Regions from separate parts of the Mus musculus genome. Here region 1 is linked to region 2. A link is a contact called in public promoter capture Hi-C data. All regions are on one chromosome and are shown on one strand. The core of a region is the stretch at or near the end of the contact, and the rest is flanking DNA. Distances in the headings are between cores, read along the strand shown.

Evidence for each region. Capture Hi-C pulls out chosen DNA fragments and counts their contacts.
Region 1: a contact with region 2 is called in a promoter capture Hi-C map of adipose tissue. The contact joins two enhancer-like sites. A contact is called at or near these places in 16 of 39 promoter capture datasets (the 3T3-L1 cell line, 3T3-L1-derived adipocytes, the C10 cell line and 8 more), 10 of 484 Hi-C or Micro-C datasets (the G1E-ER4 cell line, embryonic stem cells and pancreatic cancer cells), 1 of 115 datasets of contacts at active chromatin or transcription factors (embryonic stem cells) and 2 of 9 other capture datasets (adipose tissue and liver).

Annotation. Positions count from the first base shown.
Region 1 is chr8:95,289,504-95,295,552 of GRCm38.p6, forward strand. It overlaps Cngb1 (cyclic nucleotide gated channel beta 1), which reads right to left. Exons shown (of 33, transcript NM_001195413.1): 11 at 5,617-5,692; 12 at 4,053-4,089. Among named protein-coding and RNA genes, the nearest start is that of Cngb1, 14 kb to the right of the region's middle. Within about 2 kb of position 3,843, at least 66 of the 459 cell types and tissues checked have an H3K27ac peak or open chromatin away from gene starts, as enhancers often do. A contact at or near this core is called in adipose tissue, where this site is marked.
Region 2 is chr8:95,034,736-95,041,127 of GRCm38.p6, forward strand. Adgrg3 (adhesion G protein-coupled receptor G3) reads left to right here. Exons shown (of 12, transcript NM_173036.3): 4 at 215-361; 5 at 1,075-1,209; 6 at 1,706-1,745; 7 at 1,865-1,956; 8 at 2,091-2,203; 9 at 4,674-4,954; 10 at 5,115-5,208; 11 at 5,525-5,799. Among named protein-coding and RNA genes, the nearest start is that of Drc7, 17 kb to the right of the region's middle. Within about 2 kb of position 2,541, at least 139 of the 459 cell types and tissues checked have an H3K27ac peak or open chromatin away from gene starts, as enhancers often do. A contact at or near this core is called in adipose tissue, where this site is marked.

The sequences.
Region 1 (6,049 bases), core at 2,593-5,092, 260 kb after region 2:
TTCTTCATAACTGAGCCTGGCTGTGTGAGATGTGAGGCTGCTTTGAGCACATCCCCTGCCTGCAGGACTTGCTCAACCCCAGAGTAGTCTTTGTAAAGTCAGTCCCTGCTCAACCACCTCCAGGGCCTCCCCATTGCCCAGAGCCCTGACCCTGCAGGGTTAAACTTCTAGCTTTGACTTCATCAGCAAGGACTTAGGATCCCAGTTAGCTGACATGCCCACAGTTCTTCAGCCTCAGTGCCCTCACCTCTAGGCACGTCCTGCTTTACTCTCTCTGCAGGACTGCCCTTTCTCACTGCCTGCAGGTGACAGCTGCTGTTTAGACCTTTCATGTGAGCACAGACCAATCTGGTTTCTGACAGAAGTCAGGCCCTTCTGTGGAAAGCTGATTTTTGTTTTTTTGTTTTTCTTTTTGTTTTTTGTTTTTTTGTTTTTTGAGACAGGGTTTCTCTGTATAGCCCTGGCTGTCCTGAAACTCACTTTGTAGACCAGGCTGGCCTCGAACTCAGAAATCTGCCTGCCTCTGCCTCCCAAGTGCTGGGATTCAATGCGTGCGCCACCACGCCTGGCTGAAAGCTGATTATTTTATTTTATCATTTGTTAGTTGGTTTTATTTATCTGTTTGTTTATTTATTTGTTTTGGAGACATGGTTTCTCTGTGTAGCGCTGGCTATCCTAGAACTTGATTTGTAGACCATGCTGGCCTCTAACTTAGAGATCTGTCTGCACCTACCTCCTGAGTGCTGGGAGCACACCCAGCTTGAAAGCTGATTTTTTTTTTAAGGTTAACAATTTTGCTTCAAAATCAGTCTAAATAAAGACATCTAGGGGTAGCTGGGTCCTTAGGGTCCCTGACCAATTCCTCCATCCTACAACCCCAGTAGCACAGACAATGCTTGTCCAGTCCACCTCTCTTTAGTACCTAAGTACTACAGGGTTATGGGGTATACTCACAATTCAAACACTCAGAGGCTGAGGCAGGAGGGAGAGTTGGGAGCCAGCCTGGAATGTACCACAAGAACCTGTCTAAATAAATAAAACTTGAAGACTTCTTTCAGACTTGGCTTAAGAATATCACACAGTCACAGGTTTGAGGTGCAAAGTCACACTCTTTAATGTCAATTACAATGTCACAGTCGGTGGTGGTCCCTCACTCTTGGGAGAGAGAACTAGGGCAGGCCTTGGAAGAACCACTTATAGGGAAACTGAGTCCCGTGTAGTGTGGATGGTGCCAGGTTCCCCTTGTGAGAGCATGCTCAGACACTGAGGCCTCAATAGGGAGGGCTCTCTGTAGTCTCACACCAGGAAGTCTTCCTTGCCCTTGCCCTGATCTGGGTGCTGCCCCCTGCCCAAGAGCCCTGAGAGGAAGCTCTGGGGTTACACTTAATGACTCTGGTTTCCTCTGCCCTGCCTGGGGGTGCAGGGGGCTCACTATTCAAAGAGGGTGGAGATTAGCAGTCACTGCCCCCTAAAGTTCTTCTCTTGAGGCATCCTTCAGTCCTTCATCCATCCATGCATCCGTTTGTCCATGGGCTCCCCAGGTCCCCTCTCCCTTGTTTCAGAGGCCTCCAGCTGCTGTCGCCCCTGAAACAAAGGAGGTGACAGAAATGTGGGCACCTGAGTAGACACACAGAGGATGGATGGATAGACAGATGGAAGGATTGATAAGCATCTGGGTGGCTAAGCAGAGGATGGGTGGATGGATGGGTGGATGGATGGATGAGTGGATGAGTGGATGAGTGGATGGATGGGTGGGTGGATGGATGAGCATCTGAGTGGCCAAGCAGAGGATGAGTGGATGGGTAGGTAGATAGATAGATAGATAGATAGATAGATAGATAGATAGATGATAGATAGAAGGCTGGGGATCTGCATGCCCAAGCAGAGGATAGTTGGATGGGGAGACTAGGGGACAGAGTAGAGGAAGTGAACATGTATCCCCAGACCCTCAGTCACCCCATGTAGCGGATTAAAAAGTGTCCCTGAAAAGACATGCCTAGGTCCTATTCTATCCTATATAAATGTGACTTTATTTGAAAATACAGTCTTTGAGAATATTATTGTCCTCAGAATCTCAAAGCAAAAGACTTCTGAATTTAGGGCAGGCCTTCCCCCAGTGACAGTCAAGGACACAGGGAGTAAATAGAAGGACAGCTGGAAGCCAAGGAGGCTCAAGGGAATCAGGAGAGCGGCAAGGACATTCACCACCACCCCCCCCCCCACACACACACACACTGCCTTCTCCTAGAGTCTCAAAGGGAAAGGACCCTGCCAGCACCTCAAACATGGATGTGTGCACATTTGTCACCACAGCCACAGGACACAAGCCTGCCTAAGCTCTGTTCTTTGTGCTAAGCCTGTGCCCACTCATGCCGAGTGCCCACCAGAGACCTGCCTGTTCCAGGAACTTTGAGATTAATCTAATTGCAATCAGCTGAGAATCCTGCATCTTTCCAAGGAGCCAAGAGAAAGGCAGGAGGACCTGTCACACATCTGAGCTCTCCACAGTGTTATAGATGGTCCCTGTCCTGGGAAATTTGGGGCCCTTGAACTTCAGACTGAGTAATTACCCACCTGGCCAAACAGGGCCTAGTTTTTGCTGCTATAACGTACTGAGGAGAAACCTCCGGTTCTCCAAGGTTTGACCTTTCTCTGCTCTAACAGCCTATTGGGTCTCTATGTGAGACCCCAACTTAGAGCGTTTCTCCCTGGAAGGTAAAGCCCCTGGACATTCCCCAAGCTTGTTTTCCCCGATCTCTAAAAATACAGCCAGAAAGAAGCTCTTTGTTCTCTATAGCCAGCAAAAAGCCTTTTTGTTTCTATATCTTACAACCAGAGATGCCTGCCTTCCTGTGCTGAGGACATGGAGATAAAAATTCAGAAAGAACTCACTCCCCACTCCTGCCTTGTAAATTTCACCAAGGAAAGAGTTTCTCTCAACTCTTCCCAACTCCTCCCAACTCCTCCCAATTCCTCAGCTAGCTGTTAAAAGCCCCCTACTGTCACCTGCCCTGCACGGGCGGTGGTGGAGGGACTTCATCCTCAGCTAGCTGATAATAAAACCTCTTGCAGTTTGCATCAGGTGTGGTTTTTCTCTCGAGTCATTTGGGGTACCAACCAGCTCATCCCAGGACTTGAGCGGAGGCCCAGCTTCGGGGGTCTTACACCTACATATTCAAGGACTACCAGGAGTCCCAGGAGAAAGTGAGCTTGCCCCATCTTGAAGCTGGCCAGATTTCTCCCTCCCACTGGTATAGATCTAGCGACTGTCCACTCTCTCACCTCCATGGCCTGGGCTGCCTGTCTGTGTCCCTGACCACAATGGTCATTTAGTTTCAGAATGCTCATAGAGACCATGGTCCAGGGGGATGGGATTGGACATCGTTTTTCTCCCCACTCAGGGAGGCCCTTAGTCGGAGTCAGAGGGTACATGTCTAGGATGGTTCGGGGGCTACACTGTGCAAGGTCTGAGCGCTGCTTTGCTTTCTTGAAGCCCACCATGGGTGCCTGAAGCAGGCTGAAGCAGGTGGCAATAAGCCACCCATCACTATTGGATGGATGGATGGATGGATGGATGGATGAACGCATAAATGTCTACCACTTGCCAGTATATTATCCACTTCCAGTGGTACTCTGTCTCTGGCTGTACACTGCCTGGCTTCAGCCTTCTGTCTTCCAATGGTGCTATCCAATACCTCCCAACTCATCCCAGGGTAGGGCATCCTGTTGCTCAGTGGCTCTGGAGTCCCTAGACTCTGTTTCCCAAGAACCACCTCTTTCCCAGTCAAACCCACGCACCCAGCTTCCAGAGTCCGGTCTCTAGCGCTGGGCAATTGCCAACAGGAAGGGGCGTGGTTTTGGCTTCACGGTTGTTTTCCTGACAGAGCAACCGCTCTAGCCACCAGCTCCATTACTGCTCTCCAGAGACCCTGAGCAGGAGCAAGCTCTCTCCACTCCAGGTTAGGAGACCCTAACTCACACTCAACTCAGACCGACATATATCCCGTGACCCTCCCTGAAATGAACGTGGGACTCAGGAGCACGGTACTTACTGGTCTGTACGTCACACATCCCAGGGCAGCCAGGCTCCTACATGGGGGGGAAAAAAGAGGAGACCTGCCTTGGCTGCCTCCCTTGCCTCCCTCCTATCCCTAGTACACATATGTCCTCTCCCCCCCCCCACCCCCCCAGCCAGAACCTGCAGAAGACGCACTGCCTCATCTCTCTGCTCCTGCCTTCTCTCCAGAGGCTACTGGCTGCTCCGACCCCTTCTCCATCCAGGGCCACAGCTTGCCCTTAGCTTTTGCTTGCCCTGTGAAACGGCCAGCCTCTCCTTCCAGCACCTGGAGGGCTTCTCCCTACTATGCCGCTTCCCTGCTGCCGGGGGTCCCCAGGCTCCTCTGTCATCTAGGGATCTTCAGCAGTTAATGGCTCTTCCCCTCTCGCCCCTTTTATGTTTGGAACTCTCTGAAGCCAGTACTCCCCGCGCCTTCAGAGACCGATGAAGGGTATGAAACAGAAGCCTGGCTTTCGGTACCTTCTGCTCAGCCGGTCTCAGCACTGAGCCAGTGAAGAGTGGAGAGGGGTATAGCACTGGGAGTGGATCCAGGATGTCTGGCTCCTGGCTCCACCCCCATGAAACAAAGACGGAAGACCTTTGCTGGGCCTAGAGCCAGTGAGGGGGAGAGTAGAGTCCTTGTGTCTATGAGACAAGGTACAGGGCTGAAAGAGATTCAGAGGTGCTGGGGCCCAGAGGCCTGGGACCAGTCCAGGCCCACCTCCCTCTGGACAAAGCATCTTATGTTCAGACCACTTTCCTGTGTTTTTCCCAAGGCTGGGTGGTAGCATATTTGTTCATCTGCTTCTCTGGGGGATATGGTAAGGTTCCCTGAGGACCAGGGCCAATATCACACAGCCATGCCTGAGTGCAAGTGTCCCACTTCCTAGTTCCAGATGATGAATAATCCCCCAGAAGGAGAATCAGGCCAGTAGGATCTTGATAAAGAAAAAAAGTGGTTAAGAGCACTGACTGCTCTTCCGAAGGTCCTGAGTTCAAATCCCAGCAACCACATGGTGACTCACAACCATCCATAATGAGATCTGACACCCTTTTCTGGGGCGTCTGAAGACAGCTACACTGTACTTACATAGAATAATAAATAAATCTTAAAAAAAAAAAAAAGGAAGAGGTGATTGTGACCCTGCTTTTCCTACCACCATGTTTGGGCCCTAAGCTGCCAGGAATGCTCATGGAGCCTAAGAGCTTCCTGGGAACCTCACTTCTTCCTGGACTGCTCCTGGGCTCTGAATCCTTGTGCATTCTTCTGGGTCGCTTCCACTAGCAAACCTTTCTTGATGTTCTAGGAGGCTCCATCTCTGAGCTCCTCTCCTCCTGTTGAAGTCCCTAGACTATAAGCTCCTGACTGGTAGATCAGTACTGGTGGCTACAGTCCAGATGTATGCACACAAGGCCGAGTTGCCACTGATGGCTCCCTCCTTGCTGTATTGTGTCCCCATCCCCAGGGACTCCCTGACCATCCAACCCTTATCTGAGCTTCCAAGGCCCTTCCCTCACCACCACCCAGCCAGGGTCGCCTCTGCCTGGCTGCCACTCACTTGCTCTGCAGCCTTCCCATGGAGCACGGGCTGAGGCAGGGCCATCTCCAGTCTGTGTAGGAGCCACTCAATCAGCCTGTGGTAGAGAGATGGGCTGAATCCAGGCGAGAAGAACTGGGGTGGGGAATTGCCACAGACAAACAAGCCTGCTAAGAGGTAGGTCCTGTCGGAAGCCAACCCTAGAGCTCTAACCCTGAAGGGCCCTTTCTGTCCTCCCCCATCCTTCCCAGGCAGCCCTAGCAGGGAGCTCAGCTCAGCTCCATCTACTTCAGATCTGCATTTCCAGTCTCTCACACCCCTCCCCCACAGCGTGTGAGCATGGGGCAGCACCCAGCCAGATTTTAAAATGGATGTGGCCTTTGGTCCAACAACCCTACACATTTACTCCTGGTCACCAGATAGGGCATGCACAAAGCTTCTGATGGCAGGAAAA
Region 2 (6,392 bases), core at 1,291-3,790:
CACTGTTAATGCTTGTCCAAGGGACAAGAACATAAGGAGCAGAGGCTGGACTGAGCCAGGTGCTCTGTGCCCCAGCCCTGAGCTAAAAAGTCCTCAGATGCTGTCCCTCCACTTGGCCTGCTACAGTTTTCCTCCCAACTGGAGTGGTAGTGGCATCTGTCTTGGGGCTGGCATCCTAAGGGGGAGTTGGGAGCTGTTGGATCCATGCTTACAGATCCCGAGGCAGGTGATGCAGGGTGAGGACGAGCCTGCTGATGGAGTCCGACTTCCCAAGAGCCTGTTTGGAGCCCTGCCTGGCAACAGGTCTGCAGTCCGGTTGGCCATAACTGTTCTAGACATTGGTGCAGGGAATGTCTTTAAGGTAAGAGGCTTGCTGGGAGCCCAGGAAGCTGCAGTATTAAATGCTCAGGGTCCCTGAGATTGTCTCAAAGGCAGCCAGGTCATCCAAGAACTGCTTCTACAGTCTGTGGCCTGAAGACTATTCTGATACCCTGACATCAGCACCTGCTGACTGTGTATGATGTCCAGGTGTGCACATGCATGATTGTATGTTCTTGCACATGCATACACACACACACACACACACACACACACACACACACACACACACACACCCTTCTATATTCCTGAGTGCATTTAATCAGGTGTGCTCAGATGTGACTGTGCTTACATGGGTAAACATGACTATCCCTTGCCAGTGCCTGCCAGATGTGTGCTCCTGAGGCATGTGCCCATCCATGTAAGTTTACATATATGCTCCCTTGGATCTAGAAGCACTTGTCCCCTAGAGGCATTCACTGGCATTGACCTCATTTCCTGGCTGATCTTAGCCTCAAGCTCTTCCAGTTCAAAGGTGGCTTTTCAGTAAGGTAGTATAGAACCTAGAGGCCAGCCCTGCCTAGCCCCACCCAAGTGTGTTATAGAAAGCAGTAGGAGGAAGGGTGCCTGTGGCCCCTGGCTCCCTGATCCCCTAATGTCCCAGGCTAGGGCATGTCTTAGAGTTACCAAGACCCCTTGATAGGGCAGGTAAGGTCAGCCCATCCCATAGCTAGCTTCCTGCCAATCTCCTCTCAGGGCCCCAAGCTCCTTGAGGACAAGGGCAGCAGCGTGTTGAACAACCGCATGGTGGGTTTGAGCGTGGGCCAGATGCACGCCACCGGGCTGTCGGAACCTGTAGAGATCACCTTCTCCCATGAGCGTCAACCACCTGTGAGTCTTCTGCCTGGGGCCTGGCAGTTACTGTGGAGCATACCGTGCATGAGCTCTGAGAAGCCACACATGGGACCCTGTGCCCTTTACCCTTCTAAGTGCATGCAGAAGAAACCATCTGGCTCATGCAGTTAATGCCCAAAGACATCTGTCTGCCCTGCACACGTGAACACACGTGCCCCCTACACCCTCCCACCCCATGTTCATAAATGTGTGGGGACCTGGGGAACCCCTCTGCATACATGCTTTCCACCCCTGCCAGGCAATGATCCTGAAGACAGGCATGCACGCACAGACAGGCAGACCCTCTTGTGCCATACATGTTGTATACCCTACATGCACAGTGGTCCAGGGAGCATCAACCGATGGAGTCGATCTCCCCATGTAAGCTACAGAGAGCTTCCTCTTAGGGCAAGACCCCTGGTGGTGCCCCGTCTTCTCTTCTCTCCCCCTTTCCTGCCTCCCTCCTCTTCTGACTCCCACTCTCTGGTTTCAGAACGTGATCCTCACCTGTGTATTCTGGGATATGGCTAAAGGTAGGTTTGGAAGACGTTTCTAGAATGAGAAAGGAGCAAGCTTCCACGGGGCAGAGGGTGAGGGCAGAGGCAGGCTCTCCCTCCCTCCTCCTCTGCTCTTACTTTGCTGTGGGCCACAGGAGACTGGGATTCCCACGGCTGCTCCACGGTGCCCGGGGATGGGAGAACTGTCTGCCGTTGCGACCACTTGACCTTCTTCGCCTTGCTGCTGGTAACAGCCCATCCATCCTGATTGCAGTGGTCCAGCTTCTGTCCCTGGGAGAGGCTGCCTGGGCTGGCTGGGGTTTGGGAGATGTGTGGGTCTGGCCCATCAGTGATGTGATCAGAACTTGGGGTCATCTACAGAGGCCGATCTTGGACCTGGCCACGGCACAGACTCTCACTCGCATCTCCCAGGCAGGCAGTGCCGTCTCCATGATCTTCCTGGCCTTCACCATGGTGCTCTATGTTGCCTTCAGGTGAGTGAAGACATCTCCTTTTCCTCCTGCCCTCAAGGAGGTACAGGATAGGGATAAGATGTCTTTGTTCTGTGGCCTCTCATCGTCTTCTCTGGCCTTTTGTGTGCTCTCTGAGAATGTAGGACATAGGGTTGAAGTTGAAAGAGGCAGAAATTCAACTCAGATTGGCCAACACGCAGGGCATGAGTGATTTGTGGAACTAGGAAACTCACATCATGTGGCCTCCAGGCAGGGAAAGAACTAAAGACTCCAGCTGAAGCCCCAGGGATTGGTCCCTCCCTTCACAGCTTGCCCTGGGATTGGTCCCTCCTTTCACAGCTTGCCCTGGGATTGGTCCCTCCCTTCACAGCTTGCCCTGGGATTGGTCTCTCCTTACACAGCTTGCTCTCTCTCCTCTCAGGATGTTAATTTCACCCTGGTGCCTGGAGAACTTCGGGCTCAGGTCCCAGCTCCTTAGATATTCAAGCAAAAGTGAAGCCCCAGAGTTGAAGGCTTTGAGAACAAACATTTCGAAATAATTATAGACTAACTGAAAATTGCAAAAATAGCACAGACAGTCTGTGGTTCCTTCCTGGAACTTCCCCAAGTGTCATGTCGTATGTAACTATAGCATATCATCAAAGCCAGGAAGTTGGCAGTGGCAGAGAATAGCTAAGTAGTCTCAAGACCCCTTCAGCTCCACCACTTTGGAGATCGTGTGTGTGTGTGTGTGTGTGTGTGTGTGTGTGTGTGTGTAGTATGGGTGTACACATGTATATGCGTGTGTGCACATGTGTATAGTGTATGTGCACATGTGCACGCATGGGCATACACATGTATATGTGTGTGTGGTGTATGGTGGGGATATGGATGTGGTGTATGGTGGGGATATATACACATGTATGTGTGTGTGTGGTGTATGGTGGGGATATGGTTTGCAAGGTCCTGTCTAAATAAAACTACATGGCCCAGTGTTCAGAGTAGTCCTAGTTGCAACAGATGGTTGACTATTAGCCAAGTGTGTGGTCCCTGTGGGCACAGGACTCTAGGGTTCATACCCCTGAGATGCTGGGTGTTCCATGTGTGTGCATGTTTAGCTTATGAATACTCAGTTGTTTTAGGGTCTGACTTTGATCACAAGCCAAGGACCAATTGGACCACTATGGTTACAGGGTAGAACACACAGGCTGGCCATTTGACTACTCATGCATTTAAGTGACAAGGGACAAAGCCACTTACTTGTGGCTAAGTGTGGGGAAGGATGCCCCTTCTGGGATACATGAGCTTCTCCAAAAAGAAGCAGGCACAGGAAAGAAACAGGACCAGATAGTGCTGTCACTTGGCTGTCCTGAGCCAGGATTTGACCAAGAAACCCTCAGACCTGCTGAGTTGAAGGAGCCTGTGGGTTCAGCCTCTGCTCATCGTTGCCTATCCTTATCCCCTAGAGCCCAGGCTTACTGGAACCCACCTGGAACATTCTTTTTTTTTAATTAGGTATTTTCCTCATTTACATTTTCAATGCTATCCCAAAGGTCCCCCATACCCACCCCCCCCCCAATCCCCTACCCACCCACTCCCCCTTTTTGGCCCTGGCATTCCCCTGTACTGGGGCATATAAAGTTTGCAAGTCCAATGGGCCTCTCTTTGCAGTGATGGCCGACTAGGCCATCTTTTCATACATATGCAGCTAGAGTCAATAGCTCCGGGGTACTGGTTAGTTCATATTGTTGTTCCACCTATAGGGTTGCAGTTCCCTTTAGCTCCTTGGATAATTTCTCTAGCTCCTCCATTGGGGGCCATGTGACCCATCCAATAGCTGACTGTGATCATCCACTTCTGTGTTTGCTAGGCCCCTGCATAGTCTCACACGAGAGAGCTATATCTGGGTCCTTTCAGCAAAATCTTGCTAGTGTATGCAATGGTGTCAGCATTTGGAAGCTGATTATGGGATGGATTCCTGCATATGGCAATCACTAGATGGTCCATCCTTTCGTCACAGCTCCAAATTTTGTCACCTGGAACATCTTTGGGCTTCCCATTTTCCAGTCCAGGGATCCCTACTGTCCCTCCCCTGTGCCTTTGTGCCTCAGTCACTAAGAAGCCCTGGGCTTCAGCCCCTGGGAGCTACACCCATGTCACCCCTCCTCACTCCCACCCCGCCAAGTACTGGTAGAGAACACAGTCTCCACCCTCAGTGTCAATTCCTCAGTTACACAATTTATCTAAGGAATCTGTCAAACAGTGAGGCTGGCAGGACCCAGCGAGCATCCACAGAGCCCAGAGAGCCACGAAGGGGCTTGTGGATTAGCACCTAAGAGTTTGCACACTGACTCCTAGCAAAGGTGGGAACTGAACGGTCAGGCAGGAGTGACCATGAGGGTGATAGCAGCTGATGGTGGGTGGCACGGGACCGAGGCAGGAAGATGGATCAGCCTGAGCACCACGTATAGGCTGTGGCTCCTCAGGCCTGCTCACTAGCCATTCTTTCCAGGTTCTCTCTGCAGAGGTTCAAGTCTGAAGATGCCCCTAAGATCCACATGGCTCTGAGCATCAGCCTGTTTCTCCTGAATCTTACCTTCCTGATCAATGTGGGGAGCAGCTCCCAAGGCCCCCCAGCCTCCTGCTGGGTCCGAGCTGCCATTTTCCACTACTTTCTGCTCTGTGTCTTCACCTGGATGGGTCTGGAGGCCTTCCACCTCTACCTGCTGGCCATCAGAGTCTTCAATACCTACTTTGGACACTATTTCCTGAAGCTGAGCCTGCTGGCCTGGGGTAGGCACAGGCTGGAGGAGTAGAGGAAGGCTGGAGGGTTTGACAGGGAAGAGCCTAGGGAAGCCCAAAGCTCAAGCAATGGATATCTGGAGGAACAGGAGGCAATCTCCATCAAGGGGACACTGGCAATGCCAACTCGCCCCCTCCCCCTTGTCCACAGGCCTGCCTGTTCTTGTAGTTATTGGTGCTGGAAGTAGCAACAGTTATGGAGTTTACACCATTCGCGACCAGGAGAACCGCACATCACTGGAGTTGTGAGTGGGGCTGAGGGGAGCAGAGGGTATGGGGGCCTTTGGTTTCACTGGAGGGAGGGAGAGGAAGAGGTCGTAGGGAGAGGCCAGCAATGTCAAGGCTGGGAGGATAGCCGGATCCAGTTGGCTTGTGGTACAGTGGGTAAATGGGAGTCTGGAGTCAGAAAGGAAATAAAGGAGGAGGCCCAGGAGAGCCAACAGCAATGGGGGGTGGGGGAGGGGCATCGTCTTGGTCACTACAGATCATCTGGGGAAGTGTCCTGGGGCTCAATGGTCAGGGGTTTCCTCCCCAGCCCCAGCGGCTATCCACCTCCTGCAGGTGCTGGTTCCAGAAAGAGCCTGCTCTTTATGCTACTGTCCACGGCTACTTCCTTGTTACCTTCCTCTTCGGTGCTGTGGTACTGGCTTTGGTGGCCTGGAAGATCTTCACTCTGCCCAGTGTCACAGCGGGCAAAGGACAGGGGCCGACCTGGAAGTCGGTCCTCACCGTGCTGGGCCTCTCCAGTCTGGTGGGCATGACCTGGGGGCTGGCTGTTCTCACCCCCCTCGGCTTGTCTACCATCTACGTCTTCACCCTCTTAAACTCTCTACAAGGTGAGGGTCCGGAGAGGCCACAGGCTGCCTCACTGGCACTAAGGGGCACTGGGAATTGGGGAGGGTGTTCTACAGATCACAGGATTCCATAGAAGCTAGCTCAAGTCAAAACGCTAATTTTAGATGCCTGAGATTCTTATGGGATCTAGGGCAGCAAGGGTGGTTGTTGTCTTGGGGCTAGGATCAGAAAAAGCCACATAAATCAAAGCAGATGTCCCCACCTATTGTTTTAGAGCTGAGTATTGTCTCTTGTCCGGCCTCTGTGACAACTTGTTCTTCTCTCTTCTCTCTTGTTCTTTTCTGGCTGCCTAACATGGCTGCTGGCTCTGTGTTCTGAGTCAGATGACTAGTTCTGTCGAGTTCTAACTAGGAAGGCAGGGTCATGAGATTTGATGTGACATGACATAGAATCCTTAAGAAGCTTTTAAAGTATTTGTTTTGTTTTGTTTTCTGCAACAAAATACCCATTGTCTTAGAGTGTCACTGCTATGAAGAGACAACATGACCAAGGAAACTCTGTTCTAAAGGCCAACCTTTACTTGGGGCTGGCTTACAGTTTCAAAGGTTCAGTCCATTATCATCATGGTGGGAAG